2 separate regions of the Mus musculus genome follow, and region 2 is linked to region 1. The links are chromatin contacts, called in public promoter capture Hi-C maps. All regions are on one chromosome and are shown on one strand. The core of a region is the stretch at or near the end of the contact, and the rest is flanking DNA. Distances in the headings are between cores, read along the strand shown.

Evidence for each region. Capture Hi-C pulls out chosen DNA fragments and counts their contacts.
Region 2: a promoter capture Hi-C map of adipose tissue shows a contact between it and region 1, with 2.9 times the contacts expected there. The contact joins the promoter of Wdr75 here to the promoter of AI597479 in region 1. A contact is called at or near these places in 2 of 39 promoter capture datasets (liver and pre-B cells), 1 of 484 Hi-C or Micro-C datasets (CD4 T cells), 3 of 115 datasets of contacts at active chromatin or transcription factors (astrocytes, large pre-B cells and thymic regulatory T cells) and 2 of 9 other capture datasets (adipose tissue and liver).

The regions. Positions count from the first base shown.
Region 1 is chr1:43,096,113-43,100,552 of GRCm38.p6, forward strand. It overlaps AI597479 (expressed sequence AI597479), which reads left to right and starts at 2,598. Exons shown (of 4, transcript NM_133818.1): 1 at 2,598-2,750. The coding sequence starts at 2,652. It also overlaps a transcript of Tgfbrap1 not described here.
Region 2 is chr1:45,792,550-45,796,989 of GRCm38.p6, forward strand. It overlaps Wdr75 (WD repeat domain 75), which reads left to right and starts at 2,617. Exons shown (of 21, transcript NM_028599.3): 1 at 2,617-3,055. The coding sequence starts at 2,973.

The DNA of each region.
Region 1 (4,440 bases), core at 1,348-3,847:
CCCATTGAGTACAAACAAAATACAGCATGATGTGTACTGGTGAACCTGGTGAGGGAGTGAATTGAGATTCAGGGAACTTGACTCCTTCACCATCTTGTAAGATGACATGTGGCTCAGTGCTAGTCAGTTCCCCCATGTCTCTGTTCACTAGAGTTGCCAAATCAGAATATTAATGAATAAAATCTTCTTTCTGTTTGAAGCGCCTATTGTGTTATACTGACAATGCTCTCAATAAGATGCCAGTGGCATCAGGTCCTCATGGCCTGAGGTAGGCATTTTCCACTCTGGTAGCTAGTTTTCAGTCTTTGGGTTCCTGGCTCCCAGGTTGGGAGTTTTGGTGTTATTATATGGTGTGGGTGAACTCTCTCGAAGCAGCCCTTCTACCTAGACATATTTGAAGTATGAGTCTAAAATTTCCCCAGAGCTCCACTCAGTAGAGGCTCTGTCCAGGAAGAAGTAGGCAGGCATTGTCAGCAAAGTCCCCTTTCCCTTGGGAGTAGGATGGATATTCATATATCCACTTTAGTTTATATCCATCTTTACATCCATAGAACTCATTACAGTTCTTTCACTCTCAGTCTTGGTTTTTGTGTGTGTCCATGTGTGTGTGTCCGTGTGTGTGTGTGTCCAAAACTACAGTTTTTTTTTCCTCCTCAGAGTCACCTAATGCATTTATTTTAGGTCAGGGTATGCTTTGAGTACTACATGGATAGAGGGAGTAAAAACAGACAGATCTTACCTGTCACAATTTTCTGCAGATGAAGAGTCTAAAGTGTCAGCTTGAGTGCTGAGTCCAAAAAGCCACAAAGACAAGTAGTGGAGCAAGTACTTGGGACCACATTTCCAGACATGAAACTGGCTGCTTCAGACACCACCTTCTTGCTACTTCTCTCCCTTGATGTCAATCAACAGGGTACAAATGTCCAGGTGGAAGCAACTGGAGAAGCATTTGACATATTTTAGGTGCAATCTTTACAACAGGGTGAGACAAGAATAATTTTATCTCAGAGATTAAAAAGCTCTAAGGGAGAGGAATCGGGCCCTCAGTGGTCCTGGGAATCATCCATACCTGGGCTACTTAAAAACTGACCCCCTTGCCCCTTCTTAGAGTTCTATGATCAGTAACTTTCTAATATCCCTCAGTGCTTCACAAGTACACATACCTCATGTATAATCCTTATTTCAATTATTCTTCAGCAGTTTCCTGAAGAAACTGGCGTGAGACCAGCTCAGCTTACCCAGTGAAAACTGGGTTTGGTTGTAAGTTCAAGTTTCCTGCAAAACAGCTACTCTAGCAACTAGTATAACCTTATAGTGAAGGAAATGGAGCCAATGATGCCATCCATGCCAGACTCATTATTATACGACAATATAAAGGTTAATTTGAATATATACTAGCACAATAATGTTACAAAGCTAAGGCATTTAATCCCATTTGAGAACATTTGGCCCAGCTTTAAGACTTGTCCTTTCAGGGAAGGTCACTTAGATCAGCTTTCCAAACACAAAAATAAAAGGACTGGATTGAATATTTTTAAGCACTAACATTAAAATTTCCTCCCAGCTCTGTAATTGTTTCTTCCCTGAAAGCATCACATAAACTGGAAAATTTTACAAGATGTCTCTCATTACTAATTTAACATCTCATTTATTTTTCAGCACTCTTTCAAGCATATTTTTGGTAGACTCCTAGTAGTTCATATTTTCATAAACAATGCAACAGTTTCCAATAAAACGATACATTATAGAGCATACAAACTATGCTCTCATAACAGGTATGAAGTACAACCTTTTAATGTGCAAAAACTTGAGGACTCTGTCTCCTATGAATGATGAAAGAGATTTCTCACACAAATACTAGAATATAGTTGAAGCCTACAATATTTTGTTAAAGTAAAAACCACGACTTCATTGTAATTATTAGTAAGCGCAAAGGCAGTTTGCTTGGTTCCTGTCACTGCCAGTCTGTGATCTCCAATTATCCGTCCTATTGCTCATTTTCCTCATACCAGAAACAAGCATTCTAGTAGCACATCAGGCTGATCTGGGGAGTAGTGTAACAGTCGCTGGACTGGCGCTACTACTTTCTCTTATTATTTCCCACACGTAAGCTGGTCGGTTTAAAGATCTTTCCAGGGAACAATACTTGATGCTTACCATGTCCGAGGAGAGGGGATTACAGAGTGTTATTTGGGCTTACTTTATGTAGAAGGGAGATTAGGCAATAAACGATTGAGACATTGTAAAAAGCGAAAAGAAGCATGGCTTCAGACATGACAATGCCATCTGGGGTCACAGCTGTCTGCCCTCTTGTTCCATTCTGTCTCTCCACGCAGTCGGGAGAATCCCTGAGGCCTCTGCCATGGGACGTCACAGGGGGCGGGACCAATGGCGGCCAGCTCGCGTTGCTTAGCCTCCGGTGCTTTCGGCGCAGCCCGGGCAGGACTCTGCTCCGCTCTCAGTCCCAGTTCGTCCTCTTGGCTGAGGTGCGTCAGCCGAGTCGGCCAGCCATAAACTCTACTCTCTGGGAAAAGCATCGCGTCTCGGGCGCGCTGAGTGACACCAGAGTCCCGCCCCCTCACGTCACTTCCGCGACGCTTCCGCCGCAGTGCCTTGTGGGAGGCCGGCCAGGGGGTCTCCTGGCGACAACCATGGCGGGGGATGTGGGCGGTCGCAGCTGTACGGACGCGGAGCTGCTGCTGCACCCTGAGCTGCTATCCCAGGAGTTCCTCCTCCTCACCCTGGAGCAGGTGGGGCGCTCGGGCCGACCGAGGACGGACGGGCAGCCGGGGACAGGCAGGCCTGCGGGAGGCTCGTGGCCGCTCCCCGCCCACACTGATCGGATGGGGCTTGCCTCCCTTGATCCCCAAAGGAAGCCTCCAGAGAGTGACTGGAACCCCCGGGAAATCCTCTAGAGCTCGGAAAGGGTGTGACAGACGACCTCCGCTGCCTGTGTGCAAGCAACGGCCTGCGGAAGAGATAGACTAGAAGAACAGACCGGGAGGGAAGAAGTCTGGGGCAATCAGGGCTGGATCCAAAACATCTGAAAATTAGTCTGTTAGGTAGCTTCTCGCCTCTCTTAGAGACAGACACTCGGGTCTCAGAGAGATGGACCTACTTCTTAAGATCATTATCAGGACACAGTAACCGTTTGGAGAACTTAAAGCACCTAGCTTTCCAGGTGGTGCATGCACCCCCCCCCGCCCCCCGCCGCCCCTGCGGTGTGACCTAAGATAATAGCAGATCATAAAAGAAAAGTGTGATGTTTTATTTAAAATGGCAGAACTGCTGAAAGTTTCTTTAGAGTTTTATGTGGCACGTTTTGTATTCCATGTGGTTTTGCCCCCCCAGTACCGTATCTTTCTCTAATTTCTTGAAGTTCTCAGTCACTATTTTAATAATGACTTTTAACCTGTGATTCTCAATCTTTTACTCACACCAGGATAATCAAAGGCTTACTAAAACATGTTATTGAGCCCCATCATCTGCTTCTCATTAAGTTCGTTCCAAATGTGCCCTGATACTGTATTTTAACGAGTTCTTGCTGATGACCCAAGGACAGCACTTGTAAGCACTGCTGCCAGAAGGCAGCCCCTTCAGTGCCATCCAAGCAGATGACATCCTCTGGGAATGTTGTCCAAGTGTATTCAGATACTCCCATCCCAGAGTAAATGCAAGTTGAAAGCCAGCAATATACTGTATGAAAGAGGAATAAGATGATTCAACAACTTAAAAATGAAATCAAACTAAACAGCTGGCATTGTTTTTGTTTTTTTTCCATTTTTGCAAAGCATACGTTTCCCCAATTTTTCCTGTGTGTTTTTGCAATATTGTGCTCCAAGATGTTGAGACAGAACTGGGATATGAGAGAGAATAAGTTATTTAAGTTATTTAGGCATATAAATATATATATAAATATGCCTAAATGGTTGGACTGTGAATTGAATGGTGAAAATGCGGTGGGGCAGACTGCTAATGGTCTATTGTTACTGTCATCAGAATGGAGAGTTAAGTTTTCTTCTGCAGTAGTGCTGTGTGTGTGTGTGTGTGTGTGTGTGTGTGTGTGTGTGTGTGTGTGTGTTTTGGAGGTGGGGGGGGGGTCTCCATAATAAAGCCAGTACTTGGTGTACTTAAGGCACTGGGTTCAGACACCAGCACCAAGACAAAACAAATTCAGGCACCCACCACATTAAAGGAAACATGAGACATAAACACAGACTGAGACTGAGCTCCTACTCCACCAGTGTAATGGTCCGACTCAGTAGCTGCTTTTTTTTAATCTGTTTTTCTCAGGCAATGTCCCATTTTTATTTAGATTAAGAAGGTAGTGAGGTGGTGGAATATATGCCTAAATGGACTCTACTTCTGGACTTGGCCAGCAGTCCTCTCAGTGAGGGCACGTGGTCACTCTAAGATGAAGCTGAACTTGATAGAATTTAA
Region 2 (4,440 bases), core at 1,367-3,866, 2.7 Mb after region 1:
CCTAAAACAAAACTGACAAGTAATTATAAAAACACATGGCCATAAGGTCTAGAATTGAAAATACATACTTGCGACTGCTACTATACTACACAGATGATACTTAAACATGTTGTAATAATGACAGTTAGAATTATCCTCATATTAGCTTTTCTGAAAATATATCTTACAGAGAAGAAGGGCGGGTCTCTTAATCTGTGACTGGTACTATGAAGCACCCCAGTTCCTTGAAGATTCTGTAGGTTGGCCTCTTTGGGTTGATTTTCTTTTGAAGTAACTGCTCCCATTATTAAGTCTGAAATAGCATCATTCATAATAGAGTGTACCCAACACACTACTCACACCTTTATATTTTGTATCAACTTCCCAACCGTGCTATGCTAGGTGTCTTCTAGAAAGACAGACATTTATTGAAATGTTTCCCCACTTGTATCTAGCACTAGCATATACATCACAGAGTTACTTTAATATGTTCGTCTTTAGTTAAAGGCTATTCCTGGCTGTCAACTTGACTATATCTGGAATGAACTACAAACCAGAATTGGAAGGCTCATCTGTGATCCTGATCTTGAGGCTGGGAGATACAAGTTTCTGACGTGGATCTTGGCATGGAAAATCTTAAGGCATAGTGGCTGTGGAAAAACTTTGCCCCAGGCAAGGTAGTACAGGCCTTTAATCCCAGGAGACTGAGGCAAGGAAATCTGTGAGTTCAAGGTCAGCATGCGACAAAGCAAGTTGCAGATCCAGGTGTGGTGGTACACACCTTTAATCTGGGTCACACCTTCTGCTGGAGACCTACATAAGGACATTGGAAGAAGGAAAATTCTCTCTTCTTCCCCTGTGTGCCTTGTGGAACTGAGCAACTGATAGATTCTTGGACTTTCATTCACTGCTGCTGCTGACCATTGTTGGGGAGTTGGACTACAGACTATAAGTCATCAACAAATTCCCTTACTATATAGAGACTACCCATAAGTTCTGTGACTCTAGAGAACCCTGACTAATACAATGACAAAACAGAAAAATCAAAGTATAAGAAGACATTACTCAACCAGTGCACTAGCACCAACAGTGTTCCTGTTCTATGCAAAGGAGGATGAAGAGAAGGATGAAGAGGAAGAGGAAGAGGAGGAGGAGGAGGAGGAAATGATAAATATTAAGCTGTCAAGAGAAAATTTGGTTCCTAAATGTTCATGCAAAAAGAAATAAAAACACAAATTATAATTTTATTGGAAATGTTAGTAGATTAAATTTTTGCATGGAAAGAATCCTTTCACGAGTTTAGTAGTCCAACTAGCCTTTGTCCAATCAGAAAGCCTCATTCTTTCTTAATTTAAACGAAGTTCACCAAACAGTAAAACAACTGAAGTAAAAACTAGTTTGATCATTTATTTTCTTCATTGTCTCAGAATATAATAAGCATATATCCGATCTCAAAGTTTCCAAGTTTAAAGGATGTATTACTTAGACATCAAGAGTCTAGGGTGGGATGGGGGGTTAAGCTCACTATGTTCTTCCACTATGAAAAAGCATACCATAATTATGAAAAAGAAACTCTTTAAATTTGAGATAAAAACAGAATCAGTATCTTCCTGTCTAGCTCTGTCTCCCCAAACTATGAACCCAACAAAAACTAATCGTCTCTCTCTCTCTCTCTCTCTCTCTCTCTCTCTCTCTCTCTCTCTCTCTCTCTCTCCTGCCTAAAGATCTATAGATGTTTTGACCCTTAGGATTATATTTTTCCTGCTATGAATCAGCATAAAGTTATGGTGAATTTCAAATGTATCAAGAATCTGCTCCTGTTAGGGTTAAGATATCAGATGCCCTTCCTTAGGGGTCGTTAAGAGCCAGCACAATGGAAAATATTGACAAACGAACGGTTCAACACAGATATGCAGCAACCTCGAATACAAAACACAAAGTGTTAAGAATCAACATCCTCAGAAGTGGATGCTCACAGTCAGCTACTGGATGGATCACAGGGCCCCCAATGGAGGAGCTAGAGAAAGTAACCAAGGAGCTAAAGGGATCTGCAACCCTATAGGTGGAACAACAATATGAACTAACCAGTACCTCCCGGAGCTCTAGCTGCATATGTATCAGAAGATGGCCTAGTCGGCCATCAGTGGAAAGAGAGGCCCATTGGACACGCAAACTTTATCTGCCTCAGTACAGGGGAACGGCAGGGCCAAGAAGTGGGAGTGGGAGGGTGGGGGAGTGGGTGGGGGAGCGTGTGGGGGACTTTTGGGATAGCATTGGAAATGTAACTGAAATAAATACCTAAAAAAAAAAAAAAAAAAGAATCAACATCCTCAGAAGTCAGGGCTTCTGAACAACAGGAACTGAACAACTGGAGCAAACCGGACATCACTGCAGGAGCCCTGACACCAAGGTGTACTTTTATTCTGGAGTCGAAACTGCATTGGCAAGTGTGGCGTAGATGCTACAGGAACTTAGCGATGCTCATAGAACCGCCATAAAGAGCTAAAGCGCCCCACTTCAGTTACCATTGCAAGAAGACGCTCTTTGAACCCCGCCCCCTCCCAAAAAAAGGCAACGGAGGGGGGTGGGATAGGAGTAGGGTGACTGCGTCATCTTGCTGTCGCTCAATCACAGTGACAGAAAAGGCAACGGCTTCAGTAGGAGAAAGGATGTTCACTTCCGCTTCTGGCGGAACCTTTAGAGTCCGGTAAAAGAGGCCGAAGAGAAAACTCTCTTCTGTATCGAATAGCTGTAGCGGCATCTGGTATGATTTAACTTTGTGCGTGGCTGTTGGGCTTTACTCCTTCTACAAGGGTTTTAATTTGACCCTGCCCAAACTAAAGATGGCGGCGTAGGCGTGGAGCCGACCATAGAGTCTCCAGGCTAGAGAGGCCCAGGCGGGCCGCGGGCGGAAGAGTAGGGCCAGGCCAGTCGGCCTATGAAGGAAGTTCGTAATCCGGCCGGTGCTCGGTGCTTCCTGCGCCTGCGTGAAGATGGTAGAAGAGGGAGTCCGCGTGGTTCGCTGCGGCGGCAGCCGGCTGAACTTCAGGAGGGCCGTGTTCTCCGTGGATTCCAAGTATGCAGTAGGCTGCGGGTCAACAGGGCTCCGGGCACCGCGGGCCGGGGAGGGGAGTGCCCGGCGCGGCGCGGCCCACGGTCGGACTGCGAGGCTGGAGTCCGCGGCGCCGCGCAGCGCATGGACCGACCCGGAGCTCCCCGGAGCCGCCCGGCTTTGCTGCTGTGTCTGTGTGCCTTGCACCCAGGACTCCACCTGCGGGAAGGTTGGCGGTTACAGGGGCAGGTCAGGTGTCTACAAGGGACTAGGAGCCGCTCGGTTGGAAAATGGTCACTCTCTCCGTATGTGCACCGGTCTGACCATGCAGACTAATGTTCACGTGTGGAACGTTTTGGACTTCAAAATCATTAATGATTCAGCCTTTTTCCCGCAGAAAAACATCATAATTACCAGGCTCCTTTTTTCCTTTTTTTTTTTTTTGAGTTTTACATAAAAACAGATGTTAGATCTGTAGGAGAAAGTGTCTATATGCACACAACTTTTACAATAGTGGCTTTCAGTTCGCTGCTTGTCAGCTGGCATTGTTGCTGCCACGTTGTATCATCTAGAAGAGGTGTGTAGTAGGGCTAGTTTTTCAGAGCACTCTGAATGTAGAGATACTTAGGCTCAGTTGTTTGAATGCTTGATCCCCAAGAGGAGCAATTATTCCTGAAGGATTAGGAAGCAGACCCTCCTTGGAGGAGGTGTGCCAATGGGGCAGGCTTGAAAGGTTCAAAAGCCTAATCCATTATCAGCTCTCTGCACAGGGATGTCTCCTGTACTGCTCCAGCTCTCTCTCTCTTTCTCTCTCTCTCTCTCTCTCTCTCCCTCTCTCTCTCTCTCTCTCTCTCTCTCTCTCTCTCACACACACACACACACACACACACACACACCCATCATGGGCTCCACTGTGATGGTCATGGATTCTACCCTCTGCAACTGTGAACTGCAAATAGTAAATACCCCTATTTTAGAAAGGTATTTATAGTATTTGTGGAAGGTGTACTCTCCCGCAATACCCTGCCAGTATACTTACCAGTATACGGGGTTTTGTTGACATTGTTTTATGAATTAAAGGGATAAAATGGACATAGCGGAGTTGTCACAGTTCTGCCCCTTCAAATTCATCCTTATACTCATTTTTACCCTGCATTGAACATTGCCTCACCTTGTCTGTTAAATGAGGTGTTTGGTCCATATCATTTTCCAAGTCTGATAGGATTTTTTTTTAAAGCTTTGGTCAATGGTTTGATCTTTAACTAGCTGAGCTGACAAAATCAAAACAAGAAATTTGACTGTGTAGTGAGGAATAGAGAAGTCAGTGTAGATGTTTGAAAGCCTAGGTGCTTTTAAGACTTTGTTACGTCATAGTGAGAAAGATGAAAATTGCAGAGGGCTACTATCTG